Regions from separate parts of the Sus scrofa genome. Here region 1 is linked to region 2. Evidence: chromatin contacts called from public HiChIP or PLAC-seq data. All regions are on one chromosome and are shown on one strand. The core of a region is the stretch at or near the end of the contact, and the rest is flanking DNA. Distances in the headings are between cores, read along the strand shown. Region 1 overlaps CPNE5 (copine-5). Region 2 overlaps LOC102161912 (a long non-coding RNA gene).

The links. HiChIP or PLAC-seq counts read pairs in DNA pulled down with a chosen protein or histone mark.
Region 1: a contact with region 2 is called in an H3K27ac HiChIP or PLAC-seq map of alveolar macrophages. The contact joins two enhancer-like sites. A contact is called at or near these places in 1 of 5 promoter capture datasets (liver), 17 of 47 Hi-C or Micro-C datasets (alveolar macrophages, embryonic fibroblasts, epiblast stem cells and 9 more) and 1 of 2 datasets of contacts at active chromatin or transcription factors (alveolar macrophages).

The regions. Positions count from the first base shown.
Region 1 is chr7:32,429,797-32,432,988 of Sscrofa11.1, reverse strand. All of the region lies in intron 13 of CPNE5 (copine-5), which reads left to right. Among named protein-coding and RNA genes, the nearest start is that of RAB44, 59 kb to the right of the region's middle. Within about 2 kb of position 1,723, at least 2 of the 83 cell types and tissues checked have an H3K27ac peak or open chromatin away from gene starts, as enhancers often do. A contact at or near this core is called in alveolar macrophages, where this site is marked.
Region 2 is chr7:32,315,366-32,318,667 of Sscrofa11.1, reverse strand. All of the region lies in intron 1 of LOC102161912 (a long non-coding RNA gene), which reads left to right. Among named protein-coding and RNA genes, the nearest start is that of SRSF3, 28 kb to the right of the region's middle. Within about 2 kb of position 1,792, at least 35 of the 83 cell types and tissues checked have an H3K27ac peak or open chromatin away from gene starts, as enhancers often do. A contact at or near this core is called in alveolar macrophages, where this site is marked.

The DNA.
Region 1 (3,192 bases), core at 474-2,973, 110 kb before region 2:
TTCACTTGAACAAGGCTATTTGTGAGGGTGGAACATGAATGAATTTCCTTGAAAGAACTCTGCTTCTCACAGCTAATGGCTTTGTTTTCTGCAAGGACAAAGTATGGAGCCATCTCTGTCCCCTCACCCAGGCAGAGAGAAGCAGGCGCTGTCTTTGGACCTTTTTAAGGAGATTTTTAGGGATGGGAAGGAAAGGGGTCAGATCTCTTGGAGTCTGGCTTCTAAGAATGCTTGACAGGCTCAGATGAGGCCATGATCTCTCAGGCTTAAAGCAGAAAATGTTAGATTGACTTGTTTTCTCAGTCGTTGATCCCTGCTCCCTTGTGATCAACAAGCGAAACTGCAGTGCTGGCCAGGGGACGTGCTGTCTTCACACATTGGAACCATATCAGGTAGAAAGGGAATTAAACCAACCCTGGCAGCTCCAGGGCAGGCCTTGCGCTGTGCACTGGTCCGTGGGAGGATAGTTTGGGCCCAGGAAGGCCTTTCTAGAGTCAGAACTGCATGAAGAGAGAACGACGGGCTTCTGCCAGGAGAGACCCTCATCTCAGGCCCTGGCATCTGCCCGGGTGTCTGACTCGCATAGCCAGCTGTTTTGGGCTGCTCCTCAGACACAGCCTTCCCAAACTGAACGCACTGGCTAAATGTGCCCGCAGCCTTCCTCTCCTGCTGGCCCACCGACTCCTTCTCCTGTGCTGTCACCCCAGGGCTGTGGCACCTGAGGAGGCATCCTTGATGCTCCTGCCCTTCCCCCGCACCCATGCCACGACTGAACTCTACTCCACCTACCACCTAAGTATGCTGACTTTGGTCCCCTTCATTCCCATCCACCCCCACTGGCACCATCACCCCTGCTGGGGGGAGCAGTTTGCAACAGCTCCCTAATGGCCTTTCTACATCCTTTAGTCCTTCACCCAGTAACCTGAATCCTCCTCCAGGATGGTCACGGAGCACGCTGCTGCCCTGCTTAACACTGGCTGTGCATCTCACCCCCGCCCCGCACCCCAGCCCTCCAGCCCCCCTCTACCCCCTACCTGGCTCACACAGGGCATGGGGGAGCCTCCACCCCTGCTGAGGTTCTCCAGGGCCCTTTACCTCCGAGGTGAGTCCAAGATCCTTCACACGATGCCATGCCCCCACTACCTGAAGTCTACATGCACCCTGGGCATCTATAAGTAGCCGCACACATCACATCTCTAGGGGCCCCTAGGGTCTGACTCCTTCCCCTTACCTACCCCCATGTCCAGAGGCTCCCTGAACCTCCATGCTGGCTCAGTCTCTGGCTTCATCCATGCTGCCCGCCTTCCCCCTTTACTCTTCTTCTTCACCTGGCCGGCTCTGCTGGGCCTTAGAGACTGCCTTTGATGCTCCTCCTCCCAGAAGCCTCCACTGTTCCCCAAAGTCTGAAGCAGATGCCTCTCCTCGGTGCTTGTCTGCCCCCGACCCCCACTCCCGCACCTGTTAACCGGTTATTATACTTTCTACTCCCTCAAAGACCTTGGGGTCCTCAGGGGTGGGGGCGATGTCTCACTCCCTGGCGTATCCAGGGCCAGCCCTTGCCTTGACCACCCAGTACCCCACTGCACAGGAGGGAGGACTCCAACATGCCCCGAGGGCCCTGGGGATCCTAGGGATGTGAGGAGACAGGCAGGAGGAGGCTTAGGAGAAACTCCAGCCCAGGAGTTGGAGGTTGCTGGGCTGGGCCCTAGGGGGCGCTGATCCCGCGCCTGGAGCTTCAGGTGCAGCCGCTCAGGCTGGTGCGTGGGGGAGGGGGTGTGTGCCTGGTTGCTCACGAAACCCCAGAACAAACAGGATGCTTGCTCACTGCCCGCTTCACATGAAGATCTGAGAACAAGACAGTGCTTTAATATTAAAACAGTTATAATTAGAGAGTAGAAATGTGGCACAGAGGCTAATTTAAAGATAACAGAGAAGACTTCAAAGAAATGTGCTTGTGGCCACATCTTTGGGCAACACCCAGAAGAACCCCAGGAGTCCATGTTCAGCTGTCTTGGGCTATTTCCCCGAGTAAAAGTTTGAGACGTGGTCAGTCCTGAAGTTCCACACCCTCACGGGACAGGTCAGGGACCTGGTACACAGTGTAGCATCAGGGCTGCAACGTGCCTCCATCTCAATGGTCTACCTAGCGAGGCATGTTCCTGACGTGCCATGAACATGTCAGCGAGCACTGTGTCATCTGGGTGGCCCTCTTGTCTGTGGTGGCTCTGAGGAGGTGTTCTGGGCTTCTCTCCCCAGGCTCTCGATTTCCACCTGCTTGCCAGCCCTCTCTCCTGAACATCTCACCTCTGCCCAAAAACCAGCCCTTCCTTCCTCTGTGTCTCCCTGGTCACTCCTGACTTCCCCCTCTCTCCTGCCTCCCAGGGCCACACCCAGGGCCCAAGACCTGTGGTCACCTCTGGATAATGCTGTTTTGCCCTAGCTCAGTACCTGTTCCAGCACCTTCTAGACCCTTGTTCCCTCTCACTTGAACTGGTGGTGGTGGAAATAGCAGCGGCAGCAGTAAGAAATAGCAACACTTACATGGTATTGCTACGTTCCACACCCTGTCCTAAGCACTTTACTGGTATTGACCCATTTAATCCCCATACCTTTCTATGAGGCAGGTACTTGTTATTCCCATATTACAGATGAGGAACCTGAGGCACAGAGAGGTTAAAAATTGCCTAAGTTCACACAGCCATTAGGTGGCTGAACCAGGTAATCCCCTCCCCTCACCGCCCTTGGATGTCCCTCCTTCTCCCCTCTGCCTGGACCTCCACCAGGTCCCAGCATCCTGGAGCCTGCTGGGATCCTGTTTCCTACTAGCTTAAGAGGTTGTCAGAGGGAGTTCCTATTTTGGCTCGGTAGTAACAAACCCGACTAGTATCCATGAGGGTGTGGGTTCGATCCCTGGCCTCGCTCAAGGGGATCAAGCATTGTCGTGAGCTGTGGTGTAGGTCACAACTCGGATTTCGAGTTGCTGTGGCTATGGTGTAGGCCGGCAGCTGCAGCTCCAATTAGACCCCTAGCCTGGGAACCTCCATAAGCCACAGGTGTGGCCCTAAAATAAATGAAAGAGGTTCTCAGAGTTCCCTGCTGGCTGCTGGGTAATGTTCAGACATTTAACTTGGCATCCTCGGCTCTCTTCCAGCCAGCCCAGCTTACTGCTCCGCCCTGTGGTTCTGTAATCAA
Region 2 (3,302 bases), core at 543-3,042:
TCCAGTTGTTCCCATCTCTTCAGCTCAACTCACACACAAATATTGCACATCTGTTAGTATAAGGCTAACAGGCTAGTTAATATTCTTGCTTTCTGCCTTTTAAAAAATACATATTTTGTTGGGGTTTTTTGGCTGTGCTCATTCCCAGGCCAGGGATCAAACCAAGCTACAGCAGCAACCCAAGCCACAGCAGTGACAATGGCAGATCCTTAACCCACTGTTCCACCAGGGAACTCAAAAAATACGTATTTTGGAGGAATGGTCTCACAGGCGCTAGGAGCCCTTGACCATGAGGATGTGAGTCCACACGGCTGGTAGGGAGGGGCAGTAGGCTTGACTTTACCCAGGGGCCATTTAGCATAACAAGTAAAAGCCTGAAAAGATGCATGATCTGACCTGGGGGTTCAGGTCTAGGAATACATCCCAAGGAAATATCACAAAATGATCAGCTTTTTTTGAGTCTTGGCTCTAATGGTGGGTGCCCTTGAGCACATTATAGCCTTACTCTAGAATGGGGCTTAATAATGGCATCCCACCAGACAGGATTGAGGAAGAAATGAGATAAAATGTTGAATGCAGTAAGTGCTCACTAATACTAGTGTCTTGGCTGGGGAGTCCCCCTGATAACAATTTGGGAGATGAGCCGAGGAAGCACATGGGACCCTGAAGCCATGAGGCAGGGAGGGAAGGAAGCCCATGCAGGGCACATTAATCAAGCTCTACACAGAATGATGGGAATTCCTACTGGGGCACAGCAGAAATGAATCCGACTGGTATCCATGAGCATGAGGGTTGGATCCCTGGCCTTACTCAGTGAGTCAGGGATCTGGTGCTGCCATGAGTTGTGGTGTAGGTTGCAGACACGGCTTGGATCCTGCATTGCTGTGGCTGTGGCCTAGACCAGCAGCTGTAGCTCCAATTCAACCCCTAGCCTGGGAATTTCCATATGCCTCGGTAAGGCCTTAAAAATAAGAAGAAAAAAATCTACACAGGATGAGCTGCCTGCTTGGGAAAAGTCCCTGAGGTAGAGTCAGGAAGGTGAGGGGTACCTGGATGTCTCAGTTCCTTTAAGTATTGTTTTTAAAATGCTCAAGACTCTCTGTCTCCACAATTCTTGTACACATGTGAAAGACAAGTAAAGCATTCTGTGGTTTAAGCCACTTATTTTACTTTTCTGTTACATGCTGCTGGATTTAATCTCTATCTAAAGGTAGAGACCAGTGGCTGTCCCATCAGGAAGTTTTCCAGGAGACCCACTCTGTAGACCCAGTAACCCAAGCAAATGCTGTGATGCCAGCATCACACTAGGGAAATGACCTTACCAAAGGACCCTACTCACCCTACCCACCCTCTGGGAGCTTAATTACGTAGTGAAAGAGGTTCATCCATTTTACCCAATACCTGGGGTATCTGGCACCCTCTTCCTGCTCAGAAGTGCCACAGCACCTCCCCAAACACGTGCTCCACGTGCCCAACCCTTCCCATACTCTTCTTCACAGCTTATCTTTTCCGTGTGCCCTTCTTCTTGGTCTCTGCTCTGTTAGGCAATAGCTAGCACATCTGACAAGTGGATTGGTGTTACTGGGTTAATGTGTCACCCTCCCAAGTAGCAAATGTGCAGTTTTCACAGGGGCCAGGAAGAGACAAGGCCGTATGCCCAGAGCTGAATGACGTGAAGATCACCAGAAAAACAAGAGGCCACCCTGCTGCTGGTCTCATTTCCTCTGTTCCACTCCCGTTTCCTCCTTCATCACATCCCCTCCCTTGGCACAGATGACCATGGCCACAGCTCCTACCTCAGCAAATGCCAGGTCCCCACCCTCTACCACCATTTGGCCTGAGCTGCCATACTGAAAGCGAAAGGAGGAGTTGGAACAGAAAGAAAAATAATAAAACCACAGAAAGAGAAGAAACAGCTGGCAGAATATTGGAAAAATTCCCAGGCAGGAATCCCCAGCCCTCAAGGGCTGAGCCTGACTGAAGACACTCTTAAAGGGCAATCTGGAAATTCGCTCTTAACACTGTTGCCAACTCACGGGAATACGTGACCCCTGGAAAGTGTATATGCATGAAGTCAAGTGGCATTTTGAGGGTCAGAGTGGAGCTAAGATGGGGAGGGGAGGGGGAGGGGACGCAAAGTGGGGGCATGTGTCTGAGGACTAGGCCTCTGTGGGATTCCAGTGATCAGGGCCTTTCCCCGAGGCAGAATCCAGGAAGGAGAAGGCTTGGCCAAACTATGCAGCCAAGAGGGTGTGCATGCAGGTGCAGGGAGGGGCACTCCAAGAGGCTGCACTGGCAGCAGCGGGTGGTGGCAGCCAAAATAAAGTTGGCTGCTCTTACCTAAACCAGAATGAAATTTTATATCCGTTCAGGAAACATGGATGAAAACTGGAAAAGGTTGAAACAAGGATCTGGCTTGTGCTTCTAAGTGTCTGGAGCAGGCATGGCAGTGGTTGGCAGACAGGGAGGCAAAAGCAGTGGTACCACCCACACAAAAGTGTGGCTCCAGCCGTGCACAGGGAGCTGCAAGCTGGCCACCAAGAGGGGCTGGCATTGGGATTTCTGATGAAGAAATGTGAAGGGACCTGCAGAGCAGGGGATGGGAGAGAATGGGGGTGGGGCTGTGGCTCACCTGAACACTGGGTTTGAGGGAGTTTGGAGAGAGGGCCTGAGGCTGGATGCTGCGCAAAGCATCGTTGTCTTCTGGCCAAGTCTGGGAGACCCTTTGAGCCGCCTTGTTTTTGGCTCAGGGCTTGACCCACCAGAAAGGCCTCTTCACCCCTCATGAATTGCAATTAATAATAATACAAATAATAATCCACAGTGAACTGGTGGCCTCTTAGATGGGGAGGGAACAATTTATACCAAGTTCATTAATTCCAGAGAAGGTATGGCCTAAGGAATATTCCAAGCCCTATGTACTTAATCTTCTTTCTCTTCACTCTTCTCCCACCTCTTCAATGAGGCCAGGGGGCTGCATTTCCCCCCGAACTCCCAAATCTTTCCAACCACATGCCCCCAGTTTAATCTTATAAAGGCACTGGGTCCCCTTGTCCAACATTTGCTGCCCTCTGGACCAGCCCATGTTACCCAGCAACCTGACTTCTCACCCTTTCTCACTGAGGGTCGCAGAGTGTCATGGTCAGAGCATGGGCCCTGGGTTTGAATTCTGCCTCCACCACTCAGTGTCAGTGCTTCCTCATCTGTGGACTAGAGATAATAACCATACCTACTTTATATGGGTGTTTTGAAGATAAAATGAATAAAGTATTTAAAATAGTACCAGGTATGTAGTAAGCTCT